6 separate regions of the Mus musculus genome follow, and all the other regions are linked to region 6. Evidence: chromatin contacts called from public promoter capture Hi-C data. All regions are on one chromosome and are shown on one strand. The core of a region is the stretch at or near the end of the contact, and the rest is flanking DNA. Distances in the headings are between cores, read along the strand shown.

The links. Promoter capture Hi-C pulls out the DNA fragments that hold promoters and counts their contacts.
Region 1: a contact with region 6 is called in a promoter capture Hi-C map of pre-B cells, with 5 times the contacts expected there. The contact joins the promoter of Atp5md here to the promoter of Bloc1s2 in region 6. A contact is called at or near these places in 1 of 39 promoter capture datasets (pre-B cells), 1 of 115 datasets of contacts at active chromatin or transcription factors (double positive thymocytes) and 1 of 9 other capture datasets (liver).
Region 2: a promoter capture Hi-C map of liver shows a contact between it and region 6, with 2.3 times the contacts expected there. The contact joins the promoter of Borcs7 here to the promoter of Bloc1s2 in region 6. A contact is called at or near these places in 2 of 39 promoter capture datasets (liver and pre-B cells).
Region 3: a contact with region 6 is called in a promoter capture Hi-C map of the C10 cell line, with 5 times the contacts expected there. The contact joins the promoter of Zdhhc16 here to the promoter of Bloc1s2 in region 6. A contact is called at or near these places in 1 of 39 promoter capture datasets (the C10 cell line) and 1 of 9 other capture datasets (liver).
Region 4: a promoter capture Hi-C map of pre-B cells shows a contact between it and region 6, with 2.2 times the contacts expected there. The contact joins the promoter of Sufu here to the promoter of Bloc1s2 in region 6. A contact is called at or near these places in 2 of 39 promoter capture datasets (embryonic stem cells and pre-B cells).
Region 5: a promoter capture Hi-C map of liver shows a contact between it and region 6, with 2.4 times the contacts expected there. The contact joins the promoter of Nt5c2 here to the promoter of Bloc1s2 in region 6. A contact is called at or near these places in 2 of 39 promoter capture datasets (liver and pre-B cells).

Annotation. Positions count from the first base shown.
Region 1 is chr19:47,089,189-47,092,586 of GRCm38.p6, reverse strand. Atp5md (ATP synthase membrane subunit DAPIT) reads left to right here and starts at 1,940. Exons shown (of 4, transcript NM_023211.5): 1 at 1,940-2,014. It overlaps Pdcd11 (programmed cell death 11), which reads right to left and starts at 1,821. Exons shown (of 36, transcript NM_011053.2): 1 at 1,720-1,821.
Region 2 is chr19:46,687,964-46,691,178 of GRCm38.p6, reverse strand. It overlaps Borcs7 (BLOC-1 related complex subunit 7), which reads right to left and starts at 1,273. Exons shown (of 5, transcript NM_025563.3): 1 at 1,094-1,273. The coding sequence starts at 1,231.
Region 3 is chr19:41,931,484-41,935,100 of GRCm38.p6, reverse strand. It overlaps Zdhhc16 (zinc finger, DHHC domain containing 16), which reads right to left and starts at 1,656. Exons shown (of 11, transcript NM_023740.3): 1 at 1,436-1,656; 2 at 218-363. Exosc1 (exosome component 1) reads left to right here and starts at 1,787. Exons shown (of 8, transcript NM_025644.4): 1 at 1,787-1,849; 2 at 1,937-2,052. The coding sequence starts at 1,819.
Region 4 is chr19:46,395,077-46,398,249 of GRCm38.p6, reverse strand. Sufu (SUFU negative regulator of hedgehog signaling) reads right to left here and starts at 1,354. Exons shown (of 12, transcript NM_001025391.2): 1 at 966-1,354. The coding sequence starts at 1,147. It overlaps Actr1a (ARP1 actin-related protein 1A, centractin alpha), which reads left to right and starts at 2,509. Exons shown (of 11, transcript NM_016860.2): 1 at 2,509-2,620. The coding sequence starts at 2,573.
Region 5 is chr19:46,960,431-46,963,970 of GRCm38.p6, reverse strand. It overlaps Nt5c2 (5'-nucleotidase, cytosolic II), which reads left to right and starts at 1,663. Exons shown (of 18, transcript NM_029810.5): 1 at 1,663-1,699.
Region 6 is chr19:44,144,851-44,147,945 of GRCm38.p6, reverse strand. Bloc1s2 (biogenesis of lysosomal organelles complex-1, subunit 2) reads left to right here and starts at 1,500. Exons shown (of 5, transcript NM_028607.1): 1 at 1,500-1,587; 2 at 1,889-2,005. The coding sequence starts at 1,530. Pkd2l1 (polycystic kidney disease 2-like 1) reads left to right here. Exons shown (of 15, transcript NM_181422.3): 15 at 1-309.

The sequences.
Region 1 (3,398 bases), core at 691-3,190, 2.9 Mb before region 6:
GCCTGGTCTATAGAGTAAGTTCCAAGACAGCTAGGGATGCATTAGAGAGAAACCCTGTCTCGAAACACCAAAAAAAAAAAAAAAAAAAAAAAAGGCATGTCAGGCTCCCATTTTTTTCATCTTTCCAATATTGTCTACCTCAAAACCACAAACTATACACTGTGCACGATCTTCCAGGAAATGCATTCTATGTAGCAAATGTTCATTTAGTGTTAATCATTGTAATTATGTGAGGTGTGTGTATATATATATAATTCCATACCGCCAAACATACATTATTTAGAAAACAAAATGTAGGTAAATTAAGGTAAGCCGGGCAGTGGTGGCGCACGCCTTTAATCCCAGCACTTGGGAGGCAGAGGCAGGCGGATTTTGAGTTCAAGGCCAGCCTGGTCTACAGAGTGAGTTCCAGGACAGCCAGGGCTATACAGAGAAACCCTGTCTCAGGGGGGAAAAAAGTAATTTAAGATACAAGTCAGATTATAATGCATAAACAAAAGAGAAGTGGCAGGATTCTGTAAAGATGAACACTTCATAAGAATGATGCTTTTGAGCTGTACATTAAATAAATAAAGAACCGGGTCTGGTGGTCCATGCCTTTAACTCCAGCACTTGGGAGGCAGAGGAAGGCCTATCTCTGTGAGTTTCAGACAAGACAGGACTCCATAATGAGACCCTGTCTCAAAAATAACTATAATAATAGTAAATAGAAATATGATGGTAGACAATGCTAAAAACAACAACAACAACAACAACAACAGAGAAACAAGAAAAAGTTTGCCAGGCGTGATGACACATGCCTTTAATCCCAGCACTTTGGGAGGCAGAGGCAGGCGGATTTCTGAGTTCGAGGCCAGCCTGGTCTACAAAGTGAGTTCCAGGACAGCCAGAGCTATACAGAGAAACTATGTCTCAAAAAAAAAAAAAAAAAAAGAAAGAAAGAAAGAAAGAAAAAGTTTATTTCTCAAAATACACCAACCAGTTGCCTGTCAAACAACTCTTCAAAGGCTTTCTAAAAAGCTGAATTATTCAATTAAGCTACAGGGAAAATAAAGCATGGTAACAACTTATATTTTAGAAAATAATTTGGCTCTTTGGTGAAAGATACTTAAAAAATTAATAGTTTGCGTTTACTTGGTACTTCAGAGCCATGGGGAACGTGACAAAATAATGGAGAATATTCCTCAGTCTACAGATTGGACAGAAGTGAAAGCCAGTGTAAGGATTTAAACGATGCACATCAGGGAAACCATGAGAACCAAGACGAGGTATAAATGAAGACGCAGGGCAGCCTGGTTGGTTCTGGGATACCTAGGAAGAAAACTTTAGTAGCCGAGTGAGACTGTGAAAGGGACGACGAACGAAAAATGTAAGGTTTGTTCTGTTATGGGTGCATGCTTCGTAGAAACAGTATAGCTCACAAGGTCTACTTCGCTGGGACTCTATAGTTCCCATTATAGACCCGATGAGACCGAGGCACCAAACAGTCTGGCGATCACGTAGAGAAGGCACTTAAGGTACCTGCAGAGGACAGCATGGCTTGCATGAACTGCTAGCTCCGAGGGGATTGAGGGAATAAGACCTCCCATCCCAAGCCAACTGTGCTTAGCACGAAACCCGGAGACCCAGGCCAGGAAGCCGAGGTGACAGGCATGAAGTCTCCTCCCTCCACGCCGAAGCTCCCGTGTCATCAGCCCCAAGGCTCCCACCGCCGCATACCTCACGGAGCGTCTCAACGCAATCGCACGCGCAGAACAGGGAGCCGACAGCTCCACGCGACTCGTCCACGAGCGTAGGTAAGACCAGGGCTACTTCCGTTCTGACGTCGGGTCTGACGCCGGCTGAAACGGGAAGTAGAAGGGCGGGACTTGGCGTTTATAGCCAATCCACGCCGAGGGCCGAGTCGTCGCGGCCTGTCGGTCGCGTGCGGGGAGGGGGCGTCTTCCGGTCGGGCCGAGCTCGTCGCTAGGTTTGTTGAAGGACATCGGCCGCCGAGTTTGGGGTTCGGACGAAGGTGGGTGAGAAAGCGCTCTTGGCTGCTCGGTCCGGTGATTGAGCTTTGTAGGGCCGACTAGAGTCTGGCCGTTTTTCCAGCCCCGGAACAGCGCGAGGTTTTCTTTTTGCGGGGAGACGCTGGGGAATGGGAAAGGCGCTGGAGAAAATGAGGGTCAGGGCCCCATGGCGGATCTAGGAAGCCTCAGCACCGCGAGTGACGAGCGCCCCAGGGCTCGCACGGTTAGCGGAGAGCCTTATGCCCCACTTCCCAGTGTGGATTGGGAGTGAGGCCGGTCGAGAGGGGAGCTCCCCAAGGTCATCCATCCAGTGGATGTTGAGAGAGGACTCTGGATTTTGACCCCATCTCTGGCAGAGTTCGTGTGTCTTGGCCTCTATGGCCATAGCGATTTGTTTCCTCCGAGCTGCGATCGGGAAACCAGGTCTCCTTTACCTGCGCCGTGGCCTTTGTCAAAACCAGAGTAAACGTGGAATGGCCCTGCGGTTCTCCAGGCCTGGGCTCTAAAAACGGATTAGATTTTGTATCCCAGCGGTTCTGAACCTGTGGATCATGATCGCTTTGACAAGCCTCTATCTCCAAAAATATTTATTTACATTACGAGACTCCTAGCCGTAGCAAAATTACAGCTGTGAAGGAGCAACGGAATAATTTTATTGGGGGAGGGGGAAGAGAGGTTTCACCACAACAGAAGGAAGGTCGCAGCATTAGGAAGGTTGAGAGTCACTGCCGTGTTTGATCAGTGCAAGGGTTTCCACAGAGGCTGTTTGCTGCTTGTGGTCCTTTGACTTTCATCTTCCTTATACCTGGTGATGGCACTACTCCAGATAGGTGCCCATAAGACGGGAATAGCTGTATCCAGGAGCCTGTTACAAAGCAAGGGCAGCTGCTCACCCCAAGACTTTAATGAAATGCCCATTTCACATGGAAAGGCTGGTGGTATTTAATAGTAGTTATTGGATTATTTAGAAACAGAAGCAAAACCTGTCAGCTTAGACTTTGTAGCAGGCTGCTGTTCAACAGTAGTACATTTTTTTAAAAAATACTAACTCACAGGCTCACAATTATTAGTCTTTGGTGATTTTTTTCCACTACCAAATGGCTCTAAGCTTGCACATGACTGCAAGGACAGGACATTTTAGTTTTATTTGTTCCTATTGCCAGGTGTGAATGGCTTGTCCCTCTAGTCCCAACACTGTTGGGCAGATCTCTGTAATTTCAAGGCCAGCCTAATCTATGTAGTGAGTACAGGCATCTGGGGCTACAGACTGAGATAAATAAAATAAAATAAAAATTCCATACAGGGCATTGTTAACAATATTAACTGTTAAAAAAGGTCATTGTCCTAAAACAATATGCAGTTTGTTGGAAGGTGCTTTAAGCCTTA
Region 2 (3,215 bases), core at 24-2,523, 2.5 Mb before region 6:
TCAAACTTTCCCCTGACACAGATTCCTAAAAGCAACGTGTCAGATGGGACCACATGCAAAACATGTCACCAGAGATCATCAGGTCAGCAATGTCAACAGCTGTTATACAGTAAGGGCGAGCACTTCTTGTAATGGGATTTTTATTTTGTTTTGCAGCCACTGTCAGTGAAAGCCAGCTCTTGCTACACTGCAGGTTTAAAGTAATATAAGTCAGATGTTGTGAACATCCATGCACAGATCCAAAGGCCTGAGAACATAGTGTGTCATTATTGCAACTACATAGGAAAGCAGGTGCCGTTCCTATGAAAACTAAGTTGGAAACGGTAACCACTTGCCGAAGGGTTACTAAGGTAGGGGTTACTAAGGAAGGTGAAATTGGAAGTTTTCTAAGCAGTCCCTTCTGTATCCCAGGTCTCTTGAGAGCTCAGACTAAGGTGTGCCCATTAGGCACCGCCATACGTTTAATTTTCCATTAGTAAATACATACCAAAGACGAGGTCATTGCATCTCATATGCCCGTTTACCTGTCCATGAGCGTGTGAGTTGTCTCATGAGGAAAAGTGTATGAACATGTACGTGTCTTTGTGTGGGCACACGGTTTCTCTAGGGCAGATAACGACCTCAACAAGCAGCGTGTACGTGTCATCAAATCATTCCATTCATAGAATCGGATGGAGGATGGAGAAAGGGGGAGGAGATGGTAGGGCAAAAGAAAAAGCTTGTCTAGGAAACAGTGAAGAGCTTGGCCAGAAATATAAAGAATAAACCCACAAAGAGAGAGGTGTAAGAAATCTTGGAAGTTGAGGCCATCGCCAAGCCGAGATTCGAAAAGCGACTGATGTTCACTACAGACGCCCATGAACACAAACAGGCACTGTGTAGGAGCCGCAGCTCATCTGCCCGCCTGTGCTTCTCCCCTTCCCACCCATCATCTCTTCCAACTACAAGCATTCAACCTAAACTGAAGAAACTCACCCAGAATGCAACACGCGCCTGGGCCAAAAGCCTACACTCCCCAGGATGCAATGCGCCGCCTCTCCCGGAGCCAGCGCTGGGAGGAGGACTGGGCCCGGGGAGCCCACGCCCCGCTCACCTCGGAGCTCCGCGAGCCTTTCAGCACCTGCTTGGTGAGCGCGATTACATCGGTGCCACAGGTGTTCACCTTCTCCGTGAGAAGCCCCTTCACGGACTGACCAAATCGGGCTTGCGAATCCGGCGTCCCAGTCGCCATCACCTCAACTAGCGATCACCCGCAGCCGGACGACGGCGAGTCCCTGGGGCCAAAAGAGACGCAACCGTCCAATCGTGCGAAGAGGAAGGACCGCATGCGCTTAGCTCAAACTGCTTACTAAAATTACTTAAAATGTTCAGTTGATGGACATGGAAGGAGGATACCGTTTAGGCAGGCTACCCTGGAGGGGATAGAATATAATTTAGGTGAATCTCTAGTTTAGAGTCAGAAGATCTGGATAGCATCCCAAGGAGTGATGTGGCTACAAATTACTCAACCCCTGTGTCTTCTGTTATCTGTTTTAGGGCCAGCACTGCGTTACCTAGGCACATTAATACAACTCTGTCAGAAGTTCAGGGTCTTTCTTGGCTGTATAGCAAGTGGAGGCCGACCTGTGATACATGAGACCACATCTATAAAATAAAATATCTATAAAATAAAATAGAGACCCTGTTCAATTCTAACATATTTTATTGAAATTAGCAAAGGGCACAGGCCAAAGAAAATGAAATTCAAATGACTAAGGTAAAGAAATGTCAACATCATTAAATTCTGTGTGTGTGTGCGTATGTGTTTTCAAGACAGGGTTTCTCTGTGTAGTCCTGACTGTAGACTAGGCTGGCCTCAAACTCACGGAGATCCATCTATGTGTGCCACCACCACCTGGCTTTTTTTTTTTTTTTTAATCATTAGTAGTTTGTATTTATGAATAGCCTTTTAATTAAAACTCTGCTTATAATTACTTTGGAAGCAAGTCCTACTATGATGTTAGGTCCCTGGAGTATACCCTTTGAAGGGATATTGTGATCCTGGTCCCTTTTTGTCTCTCTTTCCATCCCGACCTTGGAGTGAACAACCCTCCACCACATGGTGCACTGTGGTGCCATAATCCCAAAGCAATGGAGTCAAATGATGTACACTGGGACCTCTGAAAGAAGTGGATAGCAATAGGAACTTGAAAATCCTAAATTGAGAGTCTGTAGAGGTTGGTTAAAAAAAAAAAGTTCATCCAAGAAAATTCTTGGGCTGGAGGATGGCTCACTGACTGCACTTCCAGAGGTCCTGAGTTCAATTCCCAGCAACCACATGGTGGCTCACAACCATCTGTAATGGGATCTGATGTCCTCTTCTGGTGCATCTGAAGGCAGCTACCGTGTACTCACCTAAATAAAATAAATAAATCTTTAAAAAAGAGGAAAAAGAAAAAAAATTCAAACAAAATTTTACTGTAGGTCAGCTCTGCTTTCTGTACATTTGTTTACTTATAGTTTATTTCTTATTTTTATTTTATTTATAAGTATGTGCCTGCCTATCTGTTTGTGTACCATGTGGACGCGTGTGCCTTTGAAGGCCAGAAGAGGGTGTTTGATCTGTGCAATCAAAGTTACAGACCTATGTGAGCTCTCCAGTGTGGGTGCAAGAAAGTGAACCCAGGACCTCTAGAAGAGCTGTCAGTGCTCTTAACCACTGAGTCATGTCTCCATCTTCAATTTTTTACTTTTATTTATTTATGTTCAAAACAGAGTCTCTCTATGTAGCCCTGGCTATCCTGGAACTCACTCTCTAGACCAGGCTGGCCTTGAACTCATAGAGATCCTCTTGCCTCTGCCTCTTAAGTGTTAGGATTAAAGGCATTTGCCACCACCACCTGGCAATTTATTTTTACTTGTGTGCATTTTTATGTGTGTGTTGGGGGAGGGGGAGTGGTTTGTGCACATGCCTGCAGGTGCCCTCAGAGGTCCCAAGGCAGCATCAGATACCCTGGAGCTCAGGTGGTTGCAAGCTATTCATAAAGGGTTGGGTGCTGGGAATCAAACTCTGGGCTTCTGCAACAGCAATGTTTGCTCTTATCCATTGAGCCATCTTTCCAGCTACTGTTTATTCTTTTTAAAAAACTTGACACATGATTTACCTCGTTATGCACAGTCCTTTATCTAGTATTACTAACTTGCTGGCTTTAATGTCATAGCTTAACACTAACTTC
Region 3 (3,617 bases), core at 407-2,906, 2.2 Mb after region 6:
TTGAGTTCTGTGTGAAATGCCTACTTTAAGGCTCGATTGACCAATTCTCATCTATGTATACCCTATTTAGGGTTCAAATCTTTCCATAAGTAGTCCTGGAACCTTCTTCTCTAAACCTTAAATTCTTATACATACAAATGTATGCGTGTACATACATACATACATATACACACATATGCCCAAGGTTTAAATCAAATGCTTATAAACATCTTAATACCTGGCTTGTAGAAGTATTCAATAAATACTTGTTGAATGAATGACCTGGAGAGATGCAGAACAGGAAAGGCTGGCAGCTGTACAGGAGCCAGCAAAGACACTCTCACCAATGTGATAACACCCAAGTATTTGCTGCGCTCATCCTTTCTGATTAACAAAGAAATAAAACCAGTATTAGAATCATAGCTCTAGAGATCAATAACCTAGAGGACAAATCAAACCGGAAATCAAACCCGTAAAATGGAAAGCTTGTGGTGCCTATCAACTCTGAGTGAACAGAGTGAGACCAGGACCCTCTCCCCTCAGCCTAATGGGATATCAGGATAATGACGAGGCTAGAAAAAGACGTATTAAATGGGCCACAAGTGAAAAAGTTTTCCCTCAGGAAACAGAGAAAAAGCAAAGTCGTATTTACATCTAAATGTGGCGGGAAGGCACGAATGACCTGAATGCACGGAGGAGGAATAAAGCCAGCATAATTTCTCCACACTCCAAGTACTGCCACCTCTCAGTAGGACCCACAGGCCACAGTGGCCATCTGCCACCAGATTAGAGATTAGCAGGCAAGAGCACTCCCCTAAATCACCATCTGTATCTCAAAGAAGCCTGGCTGACAGGGAGGGAAGGGGAGAGAGCAATAAACTCCAGAGCCAATAGATGAAAGTGAGATCAAAGTCATGGCAAATTTCATCCGGAAAAAGCTGCTGCTCCCGGAACCTTTGCCACCTCAAGCTGATGTCAGATATCAATAAAGCACAATATTCTATTAATGAAGGCTTCTTTCCCGGCTAACATGCTAAAAGGGAAAAAAAAGCAAAAGGAATGCTATGCTAACGTCAAGCTGCTCATTCATAGTTAAGGAGCTCACACTCTATAGAGTATCTGCCTGCAAGAGAAGAAACTGTCGTTCTACAAAACTAGAAAAAGGTTGTGTCTCCAGGTGCAGCAGGGTCCATCTATGATGGGCTCAGGTCCAAAAAAAAAAAAAAAATCGGCTTAAGCTTGGGCTGTCTCGAACCAACTTCGACACTTTGTTGTACAAAGCAAACCTGGATCTGAGTCTTCAAACTCATGAAATGGGCGAGTTGGGGCTGAAAATGCGTTCGGACCTAGGAGGACGCATCCACGCAGGGCAGGTCGTAGAGAGATCAGGAACTTAACTTAAAGGCCTGGACACCGGGACTCGGATGGGAAGCAAGAACCGCGCCTTTACTCTTACCTGCCTCCTGCCAGCTTCTCAATCAGCCAGATTAGGCCCAGTCTCCCTGTCCGCCACCCACTGCCTCCCCTTCCAGCTCAGGACCCAGGCCGGGCCGAGCTAAGGCTGACCCACCATGGCCCTCAGCCCACAGCGCTAGCCAGCGGACCGGGACCCGCCGCCCGCCCATCACCACCCAGCTGCGCAGGCGCGAGGCCCGGAGCCCGCAAAGGCACGCCCAGAGATCTGTCCCGGGGCAGCCTGGGAAATGGAGTCAGACCTCGCTCTTACACCCCGTGCGGTCGAAGGCGCCAATTGGTACTCGTGTAACTGCGAGGCCGCTCCTCTAGCTGACCAATGAGAAGTCGTCTTGGTTCTCATCCGGGTTGTGGATGGTGGCAAGCATGGCACCACCGGTGAGGTACTGCATCCCCGGTAAGTGAGCGGTCTCCGCACGCAGTTCCAGGCTGTGTGGCAACCAGCTTCTGGGAGCCCGTGGCTGAGGCAGCTTGTCTTCTGCAGGCGAACGTCTGTGTAACTTGGAGGAAGGCAGCCCCGGCAGCGGCACCTACACCCGGCATGGCTACATCTTTTCGTCGCTGGCTGGCTGCCTGATGAAGACCAGCGAGAATGGCGCGGTAAAGGAAGCGGCTACCCAGCGCGCGTTCCCTCTCCGGGTGCCGTTGAGTTCCGGTCCTTGGGCACAGGCAGAGCGGGCGGACGCGTCTTTGGTGGCTCAGCCGCAGAACGCTTTGGTCTCCCGGCTGTGATCTCTGCGCTGTGCTGAAGCACACCGGCCGCACACCCGTTAGGTTAATCTGACTTAAGTTCTGTGGATGCACACAGAAGGAAGTGGAGGGAAAAGCACGCAAATGTAAGAGTAGCCCAGCCAGCCGAGAGCTTCCTCACGTGGTACATCTCGACTACCCCTCCGCTTTCATGTGTCCCACGTCACTGACATCAATGTAGTAATGCTGGCGATTTCCAGTGTCTTAGTGCACTAAGCTCGCTCTTGTCGCGAAGCCTGTGCAATTCACGTGTCGTCTATCTGGAACACACTCCTGCTCAACCCCTTTATTTAATCGGTTTTTTTAGTTGTTTTTTTTTTTTCCCAGAGAAGCCCTTCTGGACCTTCTGACTAAAAAAAAGTGGGTTTGGTGGCAGAAGGATCGATATGCCCAAGAATCTCCCTCCAGGGCACTTATTTAAATGTTACTCTTGATCACTAGATTCTTGCCCAACTAGACATTTAAGTGGAGCCACGATTGGTGGTACACCAGCGTATCCCCAGCTTCTAACAGGCACAGATAAAAGCAATCGTTGATACATGTAAGACGATAAAAAATAAATAAAAACTAAAACCTTAGACTTGTGGCTCATCAGTACAGAGCTTACGTAGTATGCTGACCCTGGGACCACAGATCCAATCTCCCGAAAAAATAAAAACTCTTTAGGAACTGGCTAGACCTAAACATCTCTCTTTGTGTTGAGCTTATTTGTAAAAACAGATTCCAGTCTGTTGGTTCTGGAGATAAAGTCAGCCTCAGCCTGTGTGTTTAGTCACTGCATCGATGTCTCTTGAGCACTTTCAATGTGACCTGCTCAGGGCTGCCCTTATTTGCTACTGGGGATAGAGTCACGAGCCCAATACACAGCTTTTCTTACTGAGGAGGCGGACAGAAATCATGAGCAAATGTACAAAAGAATTGTGCGGTACAATAAGAACATGTAACAGGCTCTGTGCATTCTAGACAGTGACAGGATTTAGTCATCTGAATATAAGTAGAGGTGGAGGAGAGCAAAGAATGTGATCCTCCTGTAGAGAATGGGTTAGACGGACACTGACATGGGAGGGACTTAGTAAGGTGAGGAAACCGCACCAAGCAAGAGAGGTAAGATGGTACTTGCCAGCTGCCATTGGACTAAAACAAGAGTTGCCATTCTGTAGCATTTAATTGCAAGATCTGACTTATGAAGTGTAAAAAAAAAAAAAAAAAGTATAGCTTGGAAGAGTCAGGATATTCATAATTATAAGCAAAAGGATTTGTACCAGGAAATTCCAAGAGAATCTTCAGTAATTTACAACTAATCAGAAAGGCTATATTAAACCTGGCCACCTAATTCTAATGGCTTCTGATCCTCTATTTCCTAAAATGACTGATGTCCTCTGCTATAGGCTAAAAACTAATCTACAGGCTGCTTT
Region 4 (3,173 bases), core at 105-2,604, 2.3 Mb before region 6:
GTTTTGTCTGAAGGCTGACTGAAGAAACAGGATGCAAAAAAGAATAGGAGACGAGAAAGTGCCATTTCTACCCCCAAAGACAGCCAGCCCATTTGGAAACTGATCTTTTACAGGGCATCTTTAAACTTCGGCTGAAATCACGAAGACAAGACAGAATGCGCTTCTTCATTCCTCCTGCCCACTCAGGTCTCTGTCACGCACCTGGTGGCGAGCTATGATCCCCTTCAATCCCGAGCTAATGCTTGGCTCTCCCGAAACCTGTTCTTAACTAACGTCCTAAAGCTAAAGCAGCTGCAAAGCCAGAAGCAAGCTCTGCAGAGAGAAAGAGAACTGTGCAGAGTAAGCAAAAAGTTTATCTGGAAGAGCTGCTCTGTCAAACTTCAAGAGCAACAGCTTCGCACTGAATGACAGAAGCTCCTGCGCTCGGGAAGGTCCCGAAAGAAGACTGAAAGAAGGCCTCTCCTCAACTCTTCCCTCATCAAAGGCACAATGCCCTCATCTTGCTCCCTCCTAACCCACAGGGGCGTCCTGGTTCCCGGACCGCCCTAGACTACGCGGTCTTGTGCCCTCCAAAGCCCTCTCAAATGCTCTCCAGGCCCCGCCTCACTCCCCCCCCCATCCCACCCCAGCCGCCCCCTGGCTCCCCCAAGCCCACTAATGACCCACCACAGGCGCCCCCTCCTTTCTCCACGTTTACAGTTCGCTCTTACAGTCCCCCCTCCGCTTCTGTATACACCCCCAGTTCTCGGTTGTCCTAATCCGGGTTAACCCCTCACTACTCAAGGGATCCATTAACCCTTTGTCCCCATTCCCAACTTCTGTCCTAACTCCTTCCACAGCACCAGGAAGCTCCTGGTTCCCCAGTACTTAAACCGTTTTCTTCCTCCCCCTTCTGCAAATTACTTCGTCCCGGGTGTTCGAAGCTTTCCCGGCCGGACCCCGTCCTCCCGAGGCCCAGAGCATACCAGTACTTGACGATAGCGGTAACCTGGAGCGGGTTCGGCTGGTCAGGGTAGAGGCGGCGACACTCTCCGTAGATGGCGTGCAGTCCCGGGGGAAAGAGTGAAGCAAAGGCCGGAGGGGCACTAGGGCCAGAGGCCGGGGGCGCGGCGGGACCGGGGGCGACGCTAGGCCGCAGCTCCGCCATTGGGGCGCGTAGGGCGCGCGGAGAACCCGGGAGGGTAGAGGAGGGAAAGCGCCCCTATGGGCCAGCGGACCCACTGTGGATGAGACTCCCCGAGGCGATGGGGGCTACGGCGAGGTCTAACTCCGCGCCTGCGCACGAGGCTCCGTCCGCCCAAGCCGGAGCCTTCAAGACGTCGGCCAGAGGATGCTGTGGGACCGCGGGGAGCTCCAAGGGGCGGGGCGTCAGCGTGCCCTTTCCTGACACCTATTGGCTAGTGTCTTTGCCAGTCACAAGTGGGGAAGGCGTGACTTGACAATAGACTCCGCCTCCCTGCCCCTGGGTTGGGAGCGTCCCAAGGATCTTGGCCTCCCCCTAGTGTTAGGAGGAACCCAGTTTAGAACAGAGACTTGGTACCTTGAGGCGCCAGGGTCCTATGAAAGCTCTACACAACTACTAAGAAGCGCTTAATATTGTTTTACTAATACACAATTTTAAGATAAGCTTGACAACTAATTCATTAGACAGTATGTCATTATTATTAATGTTACAACTCTAATATTTCTTGGAACTATTGACAAAAAGGGTAACTCGAAATGTGCCTGGGGAAAATGCCTGGCTGTTTTAAAAAAAATTTACCTATTCTTTCTCTTCGCCTGGATGTTGTCATCCATCAAGGTCAAGAAAAATAATAAAACAATTTCTAAACCTTTAGATGATATTTTAGGCCCGTGGTTTTGTGGCATCCAACGTACAGGTATTTTTTTATAACCTCCATTGGCTTTTGCTTCATGGGTTTTGTCTTGTTTTGCTTTTTGTTTCATTTTTTTGTTTTTCGGGACAGGGTTTTTCTCTATAGCCCCTCGCTGTCCTGGAACTCTGTAAACCAGACTAGCCTCGAAAGAGGTGGGATTAAAGGCTTCCAGCACCACTCCCGGTGCTGCTGGGATATGTGTTGGGCAAGCATTCTACCACTGAGCGACAGATGTTTATTAATGGTTTGTATTGCCCAAGTGAAGGAATGGCTGAGAGATAGAACTACTCTGTAAAATTCAACCGCCCCTGAAGTACTGACAAATCCAAACCCAACTACTCACAAGTACTTCAGACTCCAAAATTTAAGAGTGTACTGGAAACCCCTTCGAAGGGATCTCAAATCCAGTCATGCAAGATAATCATCAACACTGTGGCTCTTTAATCTACAAACACTACAGACCCCACCATGTGTAGGAAATACACTGTCCAATCTCCTAAATCCGATCGGGCTGGGACCCGGTTTGGAGCGCAAGCCCTGGGGCAAAGAATGCTGGGGATTGTAGTTCCTCCGAGGCGAGGTCGGGCGGCTCCCTGGATGCCCAGTACCGGCGACTAGACTGCGCATGCGTGTCAGTGGCGTTTGCTGCGGACCGGGCTGGCAGTTCCTTCCTCGGAGGGAAAGATTCCTCTGCCATGGAGTCCTACGATGTGATCGCCAACCAGCCTGTTGTGATCGACAACGTGAGTAGCATCTTTCCTATCTTTAAAGGGACTGTGTTCTCCTCCAGGAAGGATTGTTTCCGCGGTTTCAGCCTAGGCCGCCAGCTCTTTGTCACTGGCTCGGCCTGTCAGGCGGGTTCAGCTGCCGCCGCCCGCGTCCTCCTCACATCCATAGTTTGAAGGCAGGGCGGCCAGCCAACATCCGTGTAATGGAGAATTTGAGGGTAGACAAAGGAAAGAGCTGTAGCCCGGGAAGGGTCCGTGGACCCTTGGCTCAGGGGGCCTTAACCGTTCTCTTAGAGCCCGACACCCGCCTTCGCTCTGGTTTTCCATCACTCAATTGGCTACTCTTGCTGTCTATCTTAGCCTATTGGTCCCGCCTTTGGGCCTTGCCGGATTAGAACAGCACTCCGCAGTCATTGGCTCCGGCGCTTGTCGCTCTTCCGGTCGCCATAGTGTTTCCCTTCTGTAAGGGGCGGTGCCGTGCAGTAGAGCTGTAGGGATTGGCTCGGCAACTCAGGGTGCGGAAGGCGATGGCTGGTCCACCGGTGAAAAAGGACAGTTTCCTTGGGTG
Region 5 (3,540 bases), core at 414-2,913, 2.8 Mb before region 6:
GGGCATTTATTTACTTATTTTGAGACAGGGTCTTATTTGGTAGCCCTGGCTGGCCCAGAACTTGCTCTGTAGATCAGGCTGGCCCTGAATTCAGAGATCCACCTGCCTCTGCCTCCTGAGAGGAATTCAAGGTAAGCTTTAACCACTCCAGGCCTACCTACAAAACCAGGCTTTCTAGAAACATACTTGGCTTAAAGGTGGTATTAAGCTAACTGCAAACTGGCTTACATGCCATTTTTCCCATGTTGAAAAGCCTAATAGGTGAAAAGCCTAATAGGGGCTTATCCTCAGCTGACCTAGGCAGGGTGAAAGGCACAGGAGGGTAAGTAGAAGCTGTTAGCAGAGCCCTCCTGTTTTCAAAAACACCCTGTGGTTCAGGTTGACTGCAAGTGTAATGAGTCAGTAGTATGTCTGCCAAGAACTTTCTTCTCTTTTTCATTTTCTTCTCCTTCCTCCTCTTTCTTCCTTGTTCCCCCCCCCCCCCTCACCATTGCTTCCTCTCCCTTTTTTCTTTCTTTCATTATGTTGCTCAGGTTAACTTCAAATTCTGGGCTCACGTAATCCTCTTGCCTTAGTCCTAGCATCTCCAGAAGCTAGGACTCCCGGCAAGCTACCATACTTAGTGTTCACTGAGAACTTTACTGCACAAATGCAAGGCGCTGTTACAAAGTGGAAGCCATAGTCCTCCTTGATTATGATGGTACTACAAAACTTGGCTTAGTCTTGGATGATACCATCTAAAGGAAATCAAAATCAAATCAGCCAAATGCCTGAGAGAAAGACAAAGATCCTCAGAATTAGGACAGAGGAAAAACAATGGGAGGGATCAAATATCCCCAACTCGGGAAGATCTTGGGCAAAGTCCAAGGTCGAAGAACCAGTAGATCAGTTGCTTTTCCGAGGCTCCCAGGACTAGAATTTGGTCTTTGCGATGAATTCCAGAGCTGCCCAGACTAAGGAATGCAGTGTTCTGGACATAGTGGGTGGGCTGTCTTGTAGTGAAGTACGGTAACGGGTGTCAGTGTATTCAACTACTATTTATTGTTTGCTAGGATCCAGAACTAAGCCTGGAGTCTGTATTGTTTCATTCTATCAATAATATCTCGGATAAATCAACTGTGTGTAGTCAGGTTCCTTGGTTGGTTCCCTGGGTAAGTAGTGAAACTAGGATTTGAACTCATTCTGATAAACCCCAAAGCTGGTCCCTATGATTATCATGGAGTTGAGTTCAAGGTCTTCCAGGGAGACCCTCTGGTTCGTTTGTCTAGGAGTAAGCTGCTAGGAGTAAGGGACACACTCTTCCCACCTTAGGGAAAGCCTCTCGCAGAGTAGGCGTGGTCACCTAAGGTAGGGGCGGGGCAGCCAGGAGTGTGCTGAGGGGAGCAGGCAAAAAGCCAAGAGGTGGTTATTCCTAGGAAATGGATAGGTTGTTAACGTGCATCACCCTCGGAGTTTAGCAGCTCTGGGAGTTCTGTGGTGGGAAGTTCCCCGAGCCCTGTGAGGGGCCCTGAGACAGGACCGCCCGCCAGGGAGCATCGCCGCGGCCGGCTTCTGCGGCGGAGCCCGGGTAAGGAACAGAGCGCCGGTCCCTGGCCGGGCGCGAGCTGGGGGCGGTGCCGGGGCGGCGGGGGCGGGGAGGGCGCGCGCCGAGGCGGCTGCGGCAGTTGCGCGCTAGGATTGCTGCCGTGCGGTGCGGCCGGTGAGTGCGGCGGCACCCGCGGCGGGCGGGAGGGGGCTTGGAGCGGGCGGGCGGCGAGCGAGCAGGCTGGGGAGGATGCGCGGCCCAGCGCGCGACCCAGCGGCCCCCGCCGTCCGCCCGGCGTCCCTTTCCTCAGGGCTCCCTACCCCGGCCCAGATCTGCCCGCGCGCCCGCGGCCTCAGCGCCCCGGCGTGGCGCACGCCCCCGGCCCGGGCGCCCCCGGCCCGCCGCAGCCCCTTCCCCGCGCGGCGGCGACGCCCCCGGCCCACGTCATGCTCGCGCCATTGTTTCCCAGCGTCCGCTAGCTGGGACCCCGCCTTTCTCGCGGAGTGGGCGGGCAGGCGCCGCTCTCGGTTCCCCTGGTCTCTCTGGGCTGGCAGCCTGGCCTCAGTTCTCGTGAGGCGGGTGCGGGGCTCCCCTCATGGGCTGCGAGCCTGGCAGGGTTTGGATCTGCCCGCGGAATGGCCCACGAGCCAGTTTTGTGGTGCGCAGTACTTCCTGGAAAGCTCACATCAATTGCAAGTCTCGCCTAAAGACGTTTGGAGGCGGTTTGTCCCTCGCCTTTTTTTTTCTGGGGCCCCCGAAGCCCTGCAGGGCGAGATGCAGAAGTGGGGCCTGTTACAAGAACAGCGTTTTGAGCGGTTGGCTTTGCCTGGCCGCAGCCTTTAAAAGCATTAGATGAAGGTTTGTGTCGGATTTGTTTCACAGCCTCGGTAGTCGAGGGCTGTGCTCTAATAGAGCACTCTGAAATGACTAGTCACTCAACACGGTTGCGTGTTCCCCACCACTTCTCTGCGCCCCCCCCCCCCCCGCACATTGTTTCATAATGACCGTAGACCTATAATTTTTCTTAAGGGATGCAAATTCCTTTGGCCGTCATGTGTAGGGGGAGGATGTTAAAACGGTGCCATTTATCGTAGACGTAGTGAGTACAGAAAGACTTCAGGTCTTTCACATAGTCACCTTAGCATTTTCCATCAATGGCTAAGAATGTAAGAGAAGACATCAGGGCTTAGAGGTTCAGTTTAACAAACCAGCTGGTTAAAAATTGCAATAAAATCGTTGCGGGTGCTCGTAGTGGCAAGGTGGTTATGCTGGGCTGTTGATACAAGGATTGATGCTTCCCGGCTTGCTTCCGAAGAGCATTTCCATTACAATATGAACCTGTTTGTAGGCCTCGAACAGGCTCTGTACCCTAGTGGCCTCGAACTTGGGATCTTTCTCTTCCAGGTCCCTAACAGATATTAATAGGCTTGTTCCACCATGCCTGAGCTTGAAAAACTGGTTTAAGCTTCACTCTTACCAAAAAAATGAACAAAAAGCCAAATTCAGTACTATTGGTTGTTGCATTATTCTCAGCCAGCATTAATCTGTAAAATAAGATGCCCTTCAAGGTTCTGTCGTATGAAACAGTACAGTCATCAGAAGCGTTTGGTAAATATGAGTACTCAGAGTGCCTGCTGGCCTTACTAGATGACATACGTCTTCCTGAAGAGAGCCAGGTTATGGGGGACTCAGCTGTATGAGGAAATTGGTGTCTCAAACATGGTATTTAGAAAAAGTTGATGTTTATGTTACTGCGTTTCACTATGCATCCCAGGTTATCCTAAAAATTCTTCAGTTTTCTGAGTACTGTGCACACATTTCTTGGCCTGTGTCTATAAACTGTAGGTTCTCAGTTTGGTGTGGTGGTTCACTGGAGACGCAGGGTCAGGTGACAAGCCTGGTCTAGGTAGCAAGTTCAGGACAGCCAGAACTACTAGAGACTCTGTCTCAAAACAAAACAACAAACAAAACAAAAACAAAAAATAGTTTTTAAAAAGTGTACAGGATCTCTCTAC
Region 6 (3,095 bases), core at 251-2,750:
AAGGAAGCTGTAGTGGAAAGAAGATTTTTGTGTGGTGAGATTCCAACAGAGGAGTTAAGAGTGACCCCCTCCAAAGGTGAAGTCAGTGAATTCTGGAGGAGCCTGCCTTCTGGTTCTTATGTTCCAGCGACTAGCTGGAACTGAGGGGACTTCAAACCTGGAATCAAACAAAACCTGAAGGAATCAAGCCAGAAAGGCTATCAGGATTCATTGATCTTTTGGACTAATATGTGGTGGTCTCTGGCTCTCTTCGTCATAGGACAATGTGAGGTTCCAAGGTGATTAGCAATAAAATTCTTTAGAAAACCACGTCTTTGCATTTCCTTCTGGGGCTATTGAGAGAAGAGAGAAGGATAAGAGTGTAAGACATTGTTGTACACTCTCTGGAATGTACTGGGGGCCATGTCAATCTCAGGGAGGTTGCTTCTCCCAGCAATCTTGAAATAAGAAGCCTTGGTTCATAGGAATGTTTGAAACGGCGGGTACTTTGATTATCCTATAGAAAGGAGTGGAGAGAAGGAGAATCAGTCTAGGGAGAATCAGTCTTCAGAGAGGAGATTAGAGGATAACCAAGACTAAGTTAAACTTAGTCAAAAACTCTACACTTAAGATTTTGGATGCTCAGGAGCCTGCATCCTGAAAACCCTTACACACCTCTTTCCCCCTCTCCAGTGACTCTCATTCCCTCACACTGAGCCTTCTATTCATCCCTGTCACCCCCACCTGTTCTCACCACCCCCCTCCCCCAAGCATTCCGTAAACCCGCTAGACGCGTGCAACAACTAAGTATAATCAAGATAACCTATGTGTCAGTGACGTCGGAAGTTTCCTTCAAGAGAGGTCCTTTCAACTAAACATTAGGGGCTAGCTTGCACTTCAAGAGATGTGAGTCAGAGAGTTGATACTAGTCCAAGGCCTATGGGAAAGGTAAGGGAGATTCCATCAAGAATCAAGGCCAAAGCCGGGCGGTGGTGGCACATGCCTTTAATCCCTGATTTCTGAGTTTGAGGCCAGCCTGGTCTACAAAGTGAGTTCCAAGACAGCCAGGGCTACACAGAAAAATCCTGTCTCGAAAAACCAAAAAAAAAAAAAAAGAAGATTCAAGGCCGAAATCTTGTGGGAGACACCCTGTAAAAGCGAATCCCTGAACAATTCTTTGATGAACAAAACATGTCAGGGTGCTGGTGTCTGGGGAGGAGGCCACCTCTCTCCAATAACTTTAGCTGACATGTTATGATGGGTCCACAACCCAAGACAGGCCGTGGCTGGCACAAGTGACCGTTCTAGAGTGTGGCTGCAGGGACGAACGCATTGCCAACCAGGTACTGTGATCTCAGTAACGGGCTAATTCGCAATAGCCTTAGCTTCAGTTTCAGCTTCATGCTTGGACTTTGATAAAAGGTCCTTATTTGAGGTGTGACTTGGGCAAGCCGATCAAAGCAAGGAAGCTGTGAGCAAGCGGCGGGGCGGGGCACCCGCGGGGCGCACGCGCAGATGCCCTTAGAACCGGAAGCAGCCTTGGGTCGGGCATGGCGGCGGCTGCGGAGGGCGTCCCGGCGACGCGACGGGAGGAGCAGCCACCTCGAGGTACTACCCTGTGTGGATGGAGATGCGGCGGCTGATGGTGGGGAGGCTAGGTCCGGATGCAGGAGCCGGTGGACCTGTCTACCGCAGTCAGGGCACTGAGACGAAAGCCTAGCTCCTGAGCATGGGAACGGAGTTGGCGTTTCAGGTGGGCGGGTGCGAGGAGAAGGGACGGGATGGTGGCAGGAGGAGAACGAAGGCGGCGGGAGCCCAAGTCGGGAGGGACTTAGGAACCGTCCGCTTTGGCTGGATTAGGTCTGGGGATAGGACGTTTACTCCTCACCTCCCACCCACACCTTGCCAGATGATGCTGCGGTGGAGACAGCCGAGGAAGCAAAGGAGCCTGCCGAAGCTGACATCAATGAGCTCTGCCGGGACATGTTCTCCAAAATGGCCACATATTTGACTGGGGAACTGACAGGTGATACGCAACCCCTTCTGGCTGATCCCAGCTGTGTATTTGCATTTGACTTCACGGAAATCTGAATGGTGCTTTAGCAGCCTCTGGTCAGTCCATGGTTGAATGGGAGGAAAGGAGCCGCTCTCCCCCTTGTCTTTCCCCAGGGAAGCACACCAACCACTTTTGAAACACAAATCTGCAGGCCTCTTGTCATAAAGGCCAACAACAAGAATTCCACACTGTTAGTCCAGAAGTGCCCCGCCGGGGGAGAAGTATATTTTAAGCAGAGTTGTGAAGGAAATGGAAGGGGGGGGGTACGTGAAACAGTCCAGTTAGTAAAAGAGCTGGAGTAAGCAAGCATTTGATGAAACCTGAAGGTTAGTCTGAAGATTTGCTGACCCACCCGTGGGACACGGTTAGATTTTAGTTCAGTGTCCCTGCGTCTGCATCTGTGTCTGTGTCTGAGGCAGAGTCAGAAAGCAGAGGCTGGACCTTCTGGGGTGACATAAGAACTTATACTGTTTCACTGCTCTGTGAAAAAATTACTCTCTCTCTCTCTCTCTCTCTCTCTCTGTGTGTGTGTGTGTGTGTGGCTTAGAACGACTTTCGAGAGTTGGTCCTCTTCTTAGACCACGTAGGTCACGAGGACCACGCTCTGATCTTCAGGCTTGGTAGCAAGGGCCCTCTCACAGGCCCCACCCCAGGAAATTTTTCTGTGAGCCCAATTTGTGAACCAGGATCTATGAGGAAAGGTTTAGTAGAGAAGTTGGGGGGTTGTAAGTCGCAGATTTTCTCTGCCTGATCGTTCACTTATTTTTGAGCAAGAGAGACCAAGTAACAAAAATCCAGATATATGGGTTCTCCCCACAAATTCTGAAGTCTATCGTAACTTACTTAGTAGGGCTCTACTTGACCAGGGTTTTGCAGCCTTTTAAGAAGACTGGATAATCTGGTTTGTGTCACCACTGGCTGGTCCTTTAGTGTGATCTTGTGGCCTTTGCTGGTTAGCACTGTTCTTGTTCTCTTGTTTTTTTTTCCATTTGCTGTAGTTTAGAGATGGAGTTGTCTGACCCAGTGCCTCAGAACTAGTAGGGAGTGCTGGGCTGAGAGG